2 separate regions of the Rattus norvegicus genome follow, and region 2 is linked to region 1. Evidence: chromatin contacts called from public Hi-C data. All regions are on one chromosome and are shown on one strand. Each heading gives the region's core, a stretch centred on a gene start, on an enhancer-like site or on the middle of the called end of the contact. The rest is flanking DNA. Distances are from core to core; before and after follow the strand shown.

The links. A called contact is a pair of places that touch in the nucleus more often than the background predicts.
Region 2: a contact with region 1 is called in a Hi-C map of the A7r5 cell line, with 2.6 times the contacts expected there. The contact joins the enhancer-like site here to the promoter of Kprp in region 1. A contact is called at or near these places in 3 of 12 Hi-C or Micro-C datasets (the A7r5 cell line, the Rat2 cell line and frontal cortex).

The regions. Positions count from the first base shown.
Region 1 is chr2:181,126,397-181,133,598 of GRCr8, forward strand. It overlaps Kprp (keratinocyte proline-rich protein), which reads right to left and starts at 3,432. Exons shown (of 2, transcript NM_001002290.1): 1 at 3,419-3,432; 2 at 1-1,934. The coding sequence starts at 1,906.
Region 2 is chr2:181,337,825-181,345,026 of GRCr8, forward strand. No RefSeq gene overlaps it. Among named protein-coding and RNA genes, the nearest start is that of Lce1m, 7.1 kb to the left of the region's middle. Within about 2 kb of position 4,322, at least 13 of the 93 cell types and tissues checked have an H3K27ac peak or open chromatin away from gene starts, as enhancers often do. A contact at or near this core is called in the A7r5 cell line, where this site is marked.

The sequences.
Region 1 (7,202 bases), core at 2,182-4,681:
ATTCATGACAGCCTAGTTCTTGGCTGTAAGGAACTGGATTGTGACCTGAGCAAGGACTGGGACAATGAATGGGATCTCCACAAGGCACTGGACTGGAGCAGGGCACTGGACGTGGCATTGGTTCTGGATGCGGACAAGGTTGTGAACGAGGACTGGGTTGTGGACGTCGACCTGGAGTCTCACAGTGAACTGGGCGTGGATGTGGCGCTGGGCATGGTACTGGACATGGCACTGGCTTAGAAACTGAACATGGTTCTGGATACAGACAGGGTTCTGAAAATCGCCTCAATGGAGGACATGGGCGAGGTTCTGGACTTGGGCATGGCTCTGGACATGGACGTGGGCGGGGCTCTGGACTTGGGCATGGGTCTGGACGTGGACGTGGGCGTGGTTCTGGACTTGGGCATGGCTCTGGACGTGGGCGTGGGCGTAGTTCTGGACTTGGGCATGGGTCTGGACGTGGGCGTGGGCGTGGTTCTGGACTTGGGCATGGCTCTGGACGTGGGCGTGGGCGTGGGCGTGGACGTGGTTCTGGACTTGGGCATGGTTCTGGACGTGGATATGGACGTGGTGCAGGAACTGGACACCGCCGCCATGATGATTCTGGAGACCGGTCAAGACGCTGTGGCCTACAAGGTCTTGGGAATGCATGTGGTTCTGCGCATGGCCTCAGGTCTGGGCAAGAGACACCCCAAGAAGGTTGCCGGGGACAACTCCGAGATCTTCCTCTGATGGGAGGAATCTGGACAGGACACCTCTGAGGGGGAACCTGCCTTGGGCAGCAAGGCGAGGAAATCTCTATCCTGCATTTGGGTCCACATCTTTGAGAACAGCCTGAAGGGCGGCCCCGAGGAGAACAGTGGCTGCCGTAGATGGGTTCTGAGCGGCGGGGTGGAGTGCAATAGTTGTAGGAGCCTGAAGAGCACCGGGATGGCAGGCAGCTGCTATAACAGGGCTCAGAATGTCTTGGTGGAGAGCAGCTGCGATAAGAAGGCTGAAGCCGACGAGAAGGGAGGCATCGGCTGGCACTCTGAGACCTGCGCTGTGCAGTAAAGCTTCCATAGGTGCCCTGGCCCTGGCATTGAGGTGCACAAGTGCTAAAGGAAGTCCCGGACCGACGCTGGGAGGAGCAGTTGCTGTAGGATGCTCGAGACTGGAGTTGGGAGGTGCAGCTGCCAAAGGAAGCCTGTGACTGGCGCTGAGTACCACAGTTGGTATAGGAGGGTCTGGACTGAAACTGGGGTTCGCAGTAACTGTAGGAAGCCTGAGACTGATGCTGTGGACCACAGCTGCTGTAAGAACCCCGTGACTGTGATTGAGAAGTGCAGCTACCATAGGATCCCTGATACTGGTACCGAGTGGAGAAACTTCCCTGGCCCTGGCCCTGGCCCAGTGAGGGACATTCTACATAAGTGTACCCAGGCTGAGGAGCTGGAACAGGCACGTAGTTTGAAACTGGATATTCCACAAAACGAGTTTCTGTATAATACACTGGAGCACACTCTACATAGTAGGTCTGAGGAGGTTGTGGAACTTGCACATAGGAAACCTGAGATTGGCATGGAGCCTGGCATTGAACACAGGAAACCTGAGCCTGGCAGGGAGCCTGGCACTTTATCTCAGTGGTCTTAGGCTGGCATTTCACCTGGGTGGTCTTGGTCTGGCATTTAACGTTGGTGGTTTTACATGGAGCCTGGCCCTTCACTTCAGTGGTACTGGACTGGCATGGAGTCTGAGAAACTTGAATGGGGCATGGTGCAGCACATTCCAGAAATTGCATCTCACACGGAGCTTCCACTAGCACCTGGTTGTTGGCATGAGGAAACTGTGAGGGACCAAAGGAGGAACCCTTGACACAGCACTGGGGTATTGGCCCACAACACTGAATCTCTTGCTGGTCACACATGGTCCTGGTGCAGGTGGGTGAGCAAGACCTGAGGGTAGAGAAACCAGGGTCAGGAGGCTGAAAGATGGGAGTGAGGAGCTGGGATCTAGAACCAGAAGCCTGGTGTCTTCTCTGGTTTTTCTTTAGATGCCTTCAACCTTTACTTACTGACTTACCTGAGCCCATGCTAGTCATTATTGTTCGTGAGACCTGCCCCCTCTCCCTGCCCCCTAACCTGGTTATGCCAAAATGGCTCAGTTCTGCATAGCTGGATATAAAGGTAGGCATACCAATGTCTGCCACCAGAGAGCAGTGATGACAAGCAAATTAACACTTAACAAGTCAAGTGATGGAAACAGCCCTACAGGAAAAACAAGTAACAGCTTGTTTCCCATACATAGCCCAAACTGAGGCTTCCATGCACACAGGGAGGTATACACAAGCCACATGTAAAAATGACCATGAGGCAGGGCTGGGGGTACACAGGCATTATCTATGTTCACATTACATCAAAAAAAAATCCACTGAATTAGCAAAGGATCAAGGAAAATTCTGGACCTGTCAGGCCCAGTGCTTAATATTTGCTGCTCCCATCCAATCTTTTTAAGTGAATTAATTTAAACAGATCTTCAGAGAAATATGAAAATTCATATATACTTCACATGCAAAACATACCATCATTAAGGACAGCACGGTCACTTGCCCAAGCAGACTGCTGTTATTAATCATCTAGAGGGTAAAAATCTGCTAACTTCAGAAATATTTTCTCCTCAGACCCTCTGAGATGCTAATGAAGCTGAGATAACCCAGAGACTATCATATTCTTCATGACATTCAAGGATTTACAGTGATGTAAGTAGAGTCGGAAACACTTATGGAACTGCATAGCAAGATCGTCACAGTATGACATAAGGCATTCAGGCATACATTCCTATACTACCCTTACCTTGCAAGAAAATACAGTAGTTCCCATCTGCTTTTCCCAGAGCTACCTGTCTGTACAGGTAGCCCAATGACTGGCAAAGAACAGAGCTAATCTGTCAATTAAATCATAACAACAAAACATCTCTCACAACCTTCCAGGATACCTAAAATTCTTCCACTGGTAGACAGAACTAGACATTTTCCATTTGTAGCAATTGTCTATGTTTGTGTTCCCTACACATGGTGGCTCATCCATCCTCATGTGCCTCTACTCAGATAAAACAAATAACTACTGTTTCCATCCTTTTATGCATCTAGGGACTCAAAATAAAAGAACATTGTATCTTTTCCTGGGACAATGAGTCACTAACAAAAGAAATGGTACCTGGAGAAAAGACCAGGACTGTCAAAGGCAAATACACCAACTTTTAAACCCCATATCTTTCCATAAACCCTAAACATTTTATAATCCTTAATCAATTTTCCACCTCAGACTGATGTCTCTCTGCCCCAGCTTCTGCCTTAATCATTCCTCAGTTTTAGAGTCTGGGAACCCCTTGAATATCCATCAACCCCAACATGATCCCCGGACCCAGCTTCCAGACTCACCCTCCTCAGCAGGCACAAAGTCATCCAGGCTAAGGCATCTGGGCAGAGGACTGTGTTTATATAAAGAGCTGTGGGTCTGGCTCAAACCATGAGACAACTGGTTGGCATCTGCCCAAGGTAACATTCCACCACCTAATTTCCTCCCTGTGTGCTGTCCGTCTAGTCACCTACAGAGCTGGGAGTGTCTTTTTCTGGTGTCAGAGCTTCTAGACTATGGAGAAGCAGGTCATTTTCTTCCTCATTGTTCATCCTATCAGTTTCCTCTCCATCCCAACAGGACTCAATGATGAAGGTGTTGAGGAGGCATTGAGGTATCATCTCTCCTAGAAAACCGTTCCATATTCTACTATCCCCTTGCCTTAGATTCTCATGAGATAGAAGTAATGAAGAAAATGTGGGGTCAGAGCTGCATCTAGGGTCTCATGCTGCTAACTTACAGCTTGGCGACCTTTATAACTAAGTTAGAAGTTACTTTACTCTTCTCCAAAATGGGTGAGTCTTTTTACCATTGTCATGGAGACTATAACAATTGTTTCATACAAATCCATCTTACTAAGAACGATGTTCAAAATATCCAACATTTTCTCAAGAGAAAGCACACCACAAGCAAAAATGCAACTGGATCACTGTGCATCTGCTATGGCCCAGTCTAAAGCTGAGAAGACAGTGGATGAAGAGCAAGTGTTTGGTGGATGCTGTAGAGAAGTCTTCCAAAGCAGCATAAGGCAGTTCATGTGTTAGAAAACAGCACGGTTCAGAATAGAACAAGCAAGGGGGCCCCATGAGCCACATAAACACAAGTTGGGTATCCTTTATATTTCTCTGCACTTCGCTAAAATTAACAACTAATATTTTTAAATGAAGAGATTTTAGTTAATGTTCTAGATCTCCAGGTTTTCCTTTATAAATCAAGTTTGTTTAGAGATGCCTGCCTTTTATCAGACTGGCAATAGTTACCTTCCACTAATATGGTATATAATTTTCCATTCTACAAAGCTTCATCATGGTTTGGTTTTGGGGGGTTTTGAGGGTTGTGGGTTTTTTGTTTGTTTTTGTTTGTTTGTTTTTGTTTTTGTTTTTTGAGACAGGGTTTCTGAAACTCTCTCTGTAGACCAGGCTGGCCTCAAATTCAGAGATATGCCTGTCTCTGCCTCCTGAGTGTGGGGGTTAAAGGCATGTGCCACCATGCCATCATTCTTCATTCTACATGTACAATGCAATGTAAAGTGCAAGGCTCCTTATATTATTTTTCCATTATTCTTTTTATGGTTAAAAAGGAAGCAAGCATTGGGCTAGAGCTATGCTCAATGGTTAATAGTACTTACTCTGTAATCCTGAGGATAAGAGCTCAGATGCCAGCAGTAACCCAACAACTAGCCAGGCATCCTCTATAAAAGCTCATAATTTCAACTTTTAGGGGACACAAAGCTAGAAGGATCACTAGGGAAGACATACTGGCTTCCAGCCTAGCCATGCTATGAATTCTCAGGTTCAGGAAGATACTCTGCCTTAGAAGAATATGTGGTCAGTAATAAAGAGGACACATGACATCCTCTCCTCACCTCTACATGCAGGTCCGGGCATAAGCACTAACATATGTACATGCATAAGCACTCACATAGACACCCTCTCATGCACATAAATAAATCAAAATAAATTTTGACAAAAGAAAACAAAATCTCAAAAGTCTTTACTCAATCATCACCATCTAGCTTTTGGAATCATTCAGATTCTAACCAAACTTATAAGCAAACGTAAATTTAAATATATTTTGAACTCTAGTATTTACTAATGAAGTGAAATCTACTTAGTTTCCATAAGCCCAAACCTATTGTATATGAACTCTTAAGAACGTTAAGAGGGAGAAATATGAATAAAAAGGAGAAGTAAGCATGAAAGGTCTTAAGATTATTGTGTGAGGTAGATAAGAAAATTGATATTAAATACTTAATATAGCCATGTCCCCCTCTGTGATTCATTTTCTTCATGAAATGATGGGACTTATAACACCTAGCAAGTGCTTCTGGGGACAAAATTATATTGTAGGTATGAAAGTTCTTTGTGTCCAACAGTGCACACACAAATCATGTTTCTGAAGTCTCTCCCAAGGTAAAGTCTGTCCAGTTCAATGTGACTTGAGAGTCCTAGCATTTATCCCCATCACTCATTCCAAACACTGCTCATGTATAACTCCAGACTTCCATAGGATTATGGACTTTCAGAGTATCATACCAACCAGAATCCTCAAAAGTTTCCAGGTCCTAATTTGCCCTTCTACAGATGAGGATCCTCAGGCAGAAGAAATTTGCCTGGGTATCATATACTAACGACTGCCTTGGAGAGACTAAATCCTAGATATTTCTAGTGTGGTGCCAATGATATTTCTGCTGTGAGTTATTTTTCTGATCCCAAACTTTAACCAAGATTTCCTGAACTTGAATAATATATAAGTAACCTGGAAAACTGGCAAACTGAGAACTGAAACTAATTGACATCACCAGGATGTGAACTGCTGAATACTAACATCTGTCTCCTCCATTCAACCTTTTGAAGAGAAACATAGCTATGGTGTCCCTGTTTGTCCATATCCTGACATAAGATGAATATATTAACAGGCACATAATAAATGAATAGAACATTAAGCATGAAATTGCATATCACAGATCGCTAGTGAATGAGTAGATAAACAAGAGGAGACTCATAAGTTTTGTTACTTATTGTAATTCACAGAGAGAAATAGAGAGAAATAGATAAACAAGAGGAGACTCAAAAGTTTTGTTACTTATTGTAATTCACAGAGAGAAATAGATACTGGGGAGTAAAGCTAGCCATTAGAGTTAGTCATTCGGTTTAAAACAATACAGTTTCAGAAATTGTCATTGGACTAAGAGCAAAATGGTAAACTCCTGACAATCTTCCTTCTACTCTGTATAAATTTCTAAACTTTAGCAGTTGTCATCGGTGGGGTTAGAGGAATGGCTTAGTCTGTAACATGCCTGCCACAGATCAGAGTTATGATTCCCAGAATTCTCACTTAAAAGGCTTGTTTCATTCTGTAATTTTAACAATAGGAAGACAAAGACAAAAGGATATGTGAGGTTTGCAGGACAATCAGCCGAGCTTATTGTGAGCTCCAGTTTTAGTGAGTGATCCTATCGCAAAAAAAGAATGTAGGCATCAGTGGTGGATAAAAGCACTGTGTTAACCCTAGGCACATGCACACACTCAAACAAATACCTAAACACAAATACAACACACGTACACATACAAAGTTGTCATTGGTTAAGTATTAAAATTAGTGCTGAGATTACCTGAAGGCAATGGTAAATGTGGAATACGACCGGATACGACCTGTTCTAACACGGTTTAAGTTCTTCCTTATTTGGCAGTATCTTCAAACTCAGTGGGTTCAGGATGGGGGTTATGGTTCAGTGAGTACAACATTTGTCACATAAGCATGAGGCTACGACTTTAGACTAGCACCCAAATAAGAAACCAAATATAATACTACATGCTTGTAACCCCAGTGTGAAGGAATGATACAGAAGGTCAATGAGAAACCCTATTGTCAAGAGGAGAAGTAATATGGGATTACAATCCAAGAACAACTTCTGACTCTATGCATGCATACACTAAGTGCATATATATATGCATATATATATATATATATATATATATATACACACACACACACACACACACACACACACACACACACACACACATATGACCTTCCAATCTCTGGTTTTAAATTTTTATTGTTTTTAGTGTTCTTACTTGTTTG
Region 2 (7,202 bases), core at 3,072-5,571, 210 kb after region 1:
ATACCTGACACCATTTTACTTATGAAGTTCATAACACAGGGTACAGGTTGGACTTAAAGACTATGGGGGGTGGGGGGTGAAATGCTCTTTCAGTTGCTAGATCCCAGCAAGAGCCAACCTCTCTTGCTGAGAAGTATAAGAGGATGCAGAATTTCTGGAAAAAGAAACTCAATAAAAGCTAAAGGGATCATATGTTTAATATGTGAGTATGATAAAGTATAAAAGAAACAATGCCCATCTGCTTACAATTGTTTGGATGTGCATCTGTCCACGTGACTTCACAGGTAAAGGCTTTGTGTTTAGAAATCTCTGAGAGACCTAAGTTGTTGCTTTGTAAGCCGTAGAGGCTCACTTTTCATTTCTTCATCAGGTTGGATTTGCCACTTGGAAAAGAGCACAGATACCTCCAAAAAAATCTAAACTAAGGCTTTTTTTCAACAGTCTATGTACAGTTCATGGAATGATAGAATATCTGGGAAGGATGCTGACTGTCATTCATAGATGGCAGTTCCCAACCCTAGAGGCCACAGCATTCTCCAAGAGCTCACTGGGTGGTTCCCATGCAAATCAGGCCAGAAGATCATTGGTTTAGACCAAATACATCTGTTTTAGACAAGAAAACTGAGACTGGAAAGAGGCTTTTAGTGACTCAAATAAGGTTAAAGGTGGAGTTGGACTTCAAACCCTCACCAACCATCTCTCCATCATAGCACTCTGCCTCTCAGATGAATTTAATTTCTTACTGTGATTTTTTTTTCTAACAAGAGTTACTTTGTAAATCTGTAGGCTCTCCAGCTGAAGTTTGGACACATCTGGGGAAAAGGGTATATTTCCATAGAATGTGTACAGACATTTCCTTTGAATCACTACTGAATCAATGCAACATGAGATACATAGCATTTACACTCTATGTGGTATTTTAAGCAATATAGATGTAATTTTAAGTATGTTGTAGGAAGTACATAGGTTGATGCAAATAATTTTCCTTGTATATAAGAGACTTGGACATAATGGGAAGGGAGGTAAAGCGGGATTCACAGGAAATCTAGGACTAATCCCTGGGAATGCCTGGAATTTGCTTACTAAGCATGCCTACTGAAGTTGGAGGGAAAATCATAATCATGGCCTGAATGGCACTTCTTCAAAATTCATTGTTACCTCTACTCCCCTCAACAACTACAAATGAAGTCTCTGTCTGAAAAGGATTGTCAGACATCACCAGGGAGGGGCTATGGGCAGACCCCAAGAAACCTTCCTGGGGCAACATCACTATGATAACTCTCCTGTGGCCTAGAAGTTTAGCCTTGTCCACACCAGACTTATCACTGCATCTAACTCACAGACACTGATGACATCAATGAGATTCAAACATGTAGGAAAACTGGAAGAAGTAGAAGTGCAATCTGGACATCTGAGCATGAGGTTGAGAGACCTTTGATGGTGAACAAAACTAGACAACCCCATCATATCATATGAACACTTCCATTCTTGTACAGATCCCGAGGGTAGTCCTTGAAACTCTGTCCTCTGGCTTTCCTTTCTCTGTCCCTCTCTACCAATCCGGCTCTGGAAACTGGTCCTAGGGAACAGGGGCTTGGCACAGTGTTATTCTCATCCTCCACATGCTGATCCAGGATTGAACATTTAAAGATCACATACACACATACCCTTTTTGGACAGCATTTCTCTGTGCCATCCTGAAACTTGCTCTGTAGACCAGGCAAGCCTTGAACTCAAAGAGATCCACCTGACTCTGACTTCCAAGTTCTGGGATTAAAGATGTGGGCCACCACAGCCTGGCTTGTTTGTGTTATTTTTAGTACTCATGATTGCCTTGGTATAGTCTCTGGTAGTCAGTGATGCCCATCCCCATTCCTCAAACTTGTGAATGATTTTTTTTACCTTATACAGTAAAATGGACTTGGCATGTTTGACTGGGTCTTGAGATGGGAAGACCTTCTTGTATTACAGAGGTGGGTCCAATGTCATCATGAGTGTTCCTCTAAGAAGCAGGCAAAAGGATGAGAGCCAGAAAAAGAAGATATGACAAGGGAAGCGGTTGTTGAAATGAGGCATTTTTAAAATGGAGGAAGGGTTCATAGGCTCAAGAGTTTGGATTACCTCTAGAAGCTGGAAAACACAAACAGCTTTCTTCTTCCTACAACTAAAGGGTGTGCTGGGGGAGAAAGCTTCTAAAATTTCAGTGCTATGAATCTGAAAACCCCATTTTCTTCCTTCTTAGACACTGTTGTCTCCAAGAATAGAATATTTAAAAGACATAGTCAAAAGCAGGAACACTCAAGGTGTATGCATGAATGCTTTCTGAGAAAAACCTACTTCCCGGGATTGAGGCAGCTCAGTCTGGCAATGTATACCTGGTCCTTGATCTTTCAGATGCTCATAGCCAGCTGTGATGTTATCTCCCTCACGAGGAACATTTTCACAGCTGGAGCCTAAGGCAGGAATGCACCAGGATCCTCTAGAATGAGTAACTGGAGAAAGGAGGATCCCTCCTCTTGGAGAATAAATAAATACATTGAGTAAAAATAGCCAGTGAGGCTCCTAGGAGCTCATGCACTGAGGCATCTTGTCTTTCCAGCCTGGGGTGAAGTGGCACGCTCAGGTGCAGTGGGGAGGGGCTAGCTGCACAGGGGCCAAGCACACTGAGGCAGCTGCAAAGGCTCCACTGTCCAGCAGGTGACACTTCCTCTGAGGAGCTTATCTGACTCTCACAACTGCACAAAGCTGTGTGTCCTTCTTTGCCACTGTTGGAGAAACTATTCTAGCAGAGATATTTTTTTAAAATATATAGTTGTCTAAATTCATCTGAGAACCCACAGAAAGCCAGGACTTGGGTAGGAAGGAAGGAAGTAGGATGGTACTCTCCATCCACCATCACCCAGTAGGAGTCCTAACAGTCAGCATCCGAATGGAGAGTTCCCACAGAACTATAATAGGAATAGACTCTGATGTGTAGGGAACAAAACCCAGGCAATGTGAATTTAGACAAGTGGTGTATACAGTGAGTTACAATAGTACACTGGCTATATCATTTTAGCCTTTAGAGAAGTTAATATAGTATATAAATTTGTACTAATGGAGCGACATCAACATGCCAACAGCAATTCTTTCTGAGTGGGAAGTGACAAACATTTTATTTATTTGTTTCTTTGTTTTTCCATACATGTATTTTCTAATCATACTTTATTTAGTTAGTTAGTTGACTTGTTTATAATTTTCTTTACTTATTGTTTAAGTTACCATAGAGACACTATACAGACCAAAATAGTTAGAAAAGTCCCCACCAGAATGACATTTTGGATTCTACCTCATTTTTATGTTGAGTTTTCTTTTAGCACCAGGCAATATGCTTGTCATTGGAAATACAAGGATGGGATTCTTTCTTACAGTCATGTCTCTGAGAGTCAGAACCCCTATCCCTACCTATCTAGTGTATTATCCTTCTGTTGAGTACCCAGAATACAGAGCTAAAATATAGCACATGCCCTAAGAATACCTGCTGAGTGCAACCATGCTGCAGGAAGAAACCATGCTTAAGGGTGGTGTGGGAGGACCAAGAATAGCAGTGTTGGTACCACAGTCAGGATAACTCATGTAGCCTGGCCCTGAGCTCCAACTGGGGACTAAGAATACTGGTTTCAACTCTTTGTATGTCAAGTCACTGCCAAATAATACCAGGGACGTATTGTTGATTTAATTAAAGTGTTGGCTCCAATAATGAGAAAAGTTAGCTCTCAACCTCAACCCATGGAAAGATATCATCTTCCCCTTGGAGATCTCAAAGCTCAATTGACTATGTTCATACTCCAAAGGTTAAAGATATTTAATTTGACTTTATACACCTGAAGCTTAGCTCTAGAGCACAATGCAGACAAAGTAAAGGGAAGGAAGGGAAAGGGGGAAAAAGGAAAGAAAAGGAAGATGGAAGGAGGTTAGAAAACAACAGACAGAATGGGAGGGACAAGTAGCTTTTGCATTGTGCTCCTTTCTATTTCAGGTAAGGGAGAGTCTGTTGATTTTAAACAGTGAGCCAAAGTGACTCTTGCTTGATACAAAAAAAATAAAAAATAAAAATAAAAGCCCAGAGATTCTCGAACCAGGACTCATAATTGCAGTTGGAGCTGCTCTTTCCTCATCACTTTTCCTTCGATGTTGGATGCTACGTGCCCACCAGGTTCACTCCAGCTCAAGGCTGAACCTGTCCTGCCATGCCAGAACTTCAGTGGCCTGACCAGCCATGCTTCTGCCTCTAGAGCACAAGCAAAGTGTGGCTGAGTCATGTTTCAGGCATGTGGACAATTTCACAGATGCCTGAAGGCTCTGAGTTAATGACGAAATGACCAAGAATTTCCTGCTGCCTTTGTGCCAATCCTTTCCATAAAAATCCAGTATAGTTATCTGAGAACTGACTCCATCCTAGGTTTGCAGACACACACACACACACACACACACACACACACACACACATACACACACTCATGTAAGCACTTGCCTCAGTATTCACAAATCCTCTTGCTTCCTTTAATGTCTTCCTATGTCATCCCCTTGATGCCATGTGACTATATCCTCTCTCCTCCCATGTCCCCATCATTTGCCCTACCCTCTGATGACATCAGCCTTTCCACTGACTCTCAGTTGAATTGAGTGGGCATGCTGTTTAGCACTGAAAGGCTCCAACTTCATGCTACACCCCCAGGCTTCCTCAATTCTAATATGGTCAATAATGTAGGCAGTTAAAAAATGTTAGAAAAGGCATGCTATGGTTGGAGAAAACTGCTCACAACAGTCATAGTGTATAATACTAACAGTGCCTCCTTGAAAGCTGCCTCAACTCTATCAGTTAAGATCTTAACATGGCTTAGGAGCCATCTTGCCTTCTCCTTGTTCATCACCCCCACATCTAATGAAGCACATGGATTTCTTCCTTCCAACTACTCCCTCTTTCCTACAGATACTTCCCATCTTTCTAACAGATGAAGAGTCGGAGCTACTTAAAACTTTAACGACTCCCATACTATTTCCAAAGGAAAATAAAAATCAAATTCCCCCCAAAGTACCCAACTTCTTAATAACTTAACATTATCTAACAATTTATGTTCCCTGTATCATGTTGTGGCATGACCACATTTTTGCCATCCCTGAATGTGCCCAGATGTATCTTCCCCTTAGGGATAGCCTTACTTTCTTAATGTGCTTTTCAGATTCCTGCCAAGGACTGTGTCTAAGACAGACCCCAGCTACTCCTACTGCAGAGTGAGCCATAGAGTAATGACTGTCATACTATATGCTTGCCAGCCTTTGCTGATGAATTCGGAGTCTGCCCAGCTCAGGGTGGTAGGGTTCTTCCTTCCACATGGCTTAGCACATCATTAAAACTCCAAGGAGACCTTCTGAAAGTCTGACCCCGGCTTCTCTAAGGACAGGTGCCTCAGCTTATTCATCACAGTATCCTCAAGGCCAGACATGGCTCAGAGCATTCAGCAAATAGTTATTGGGTGAAGAAAGAACCAGTGGAAGAATGAGAGCATGCGTCATTGTCCTAGAGGGAGGAGGGCCCACAGGGCCAGTGTGGCTGTAGCACAGCTGGTTCTGACCTTGACTCAGTCTGATTCAATTGGAAACTGTGACTGAAGTCTCAGCATGTTGTCTCGGTCTCCCAGGGATGCCTGGCAAACAACCGGTGTTTGAATTCCTAGGTAAATTAGGTGACGTCATACCCTGCTTGAGCTATTCTTAGATTTCTCAGATCACCTGGAGTCTATCAGGTATCCGGGATACCTCTTCTTATCCAAAGATTGACTGCAAGAAGTCAGGACAGGTGCTCCAGCAATAACATACCTTTATCACTGCTGCTCTTTGAAGTGACTACCTCACTGACCACATCAGGACTGAGGGAGTGTAATGGTGACGAAAAGGAACCTTGCAGTGTTCAAAGGAGTATCCATTCAACCCACTGAGTGCCAGGAAGATTTGGGGAAGTCTTATGGGAAGATTAAAACCTAATTGATTTCTGTTGCTGAATCCTCTCCCCCAACACACACACACACACACACACACACACACACACACACACACTTCAGACAGCTGCCTTAAGTGGAGAAAAAATGGATCTCCAATGTGATGGTTTAATCTCTACTATTCTGAGGAGGTTCACCTGTGGAATCTCTTTGAATGAGCTTTCTGGATGTCTGTCAGTTCCTAGCATACACTGAAACATCCTAGTGATCACAGTCTTCTGTTACAGACAGAGTTTAGATCCTGGACCAAACTTCAGGTACCAAATAGGTCTGATAGTTTTAGATTTATGATGTATTAATAAGTCCCAGAAGATACTTGGAACATAATAGAAGCTGAGTAAATATTTGCAGTAAGAAGGAAGTGGGACAGAATGAAAGAAAGGAGGTAGGAAGCTAAGTTGACTACTGTGCTTGAACTAGCTCAGATCAATCTGGCAAGAGAGAAGTTATCGGCGTGACTGGACACTATGCAGCCAATGAATGATGCAGAAGCCACCTTCTCAGACATCTGCTACCTCATACCAACCTCCAGACTCTTGGATACAAAAGCTCATTTACTTGAGCAGAAAGTTTGTTGAGTCAGAAAATGTCTTCCTATAGGCACACTTTATGGTACATAACCAGTGCCCTAAAACCTTTTGTTGCCATGTCTTCCAGATGTCTCTTCTTGGGACTTTACATGAACATCTCTTCAAAAATCATCCCTGAGACCACAGAAGGACCTTGTCTCCAAAATACCAGCCTCAAAAGCACTTTGTGCCTCAGCTACCAAGGTGCTATTTCCCGTTGGGAACCAGGATGCAGGAGACTGAATGAATTCTGTCAGGAGAGTAAAACAGGAGGACCAGTGTGGAACTACTTAACTTTAAGGTTGAAACAGTTTAACAGAGTACATGCAGTTAAATAAAATTAAATAGAGAGAAATCTATCCTTGAGTCTTGGCTCTATCCTGTCAACATTAAAACATTGAGCATCATTCATTCCTTCTTTGAACCTCAATTTATTATCAACAAATTGAATGTTTATCATATGCTATCTAATCACATGACCTCACATAGAACAATATAGGACTTGGTGAGCCATAAAGTATTATGAAAATATAAGTTAATAATAATGACAGAAAAACAACCAGCTAACAATGATGTGATAATCAACTTGTGAATG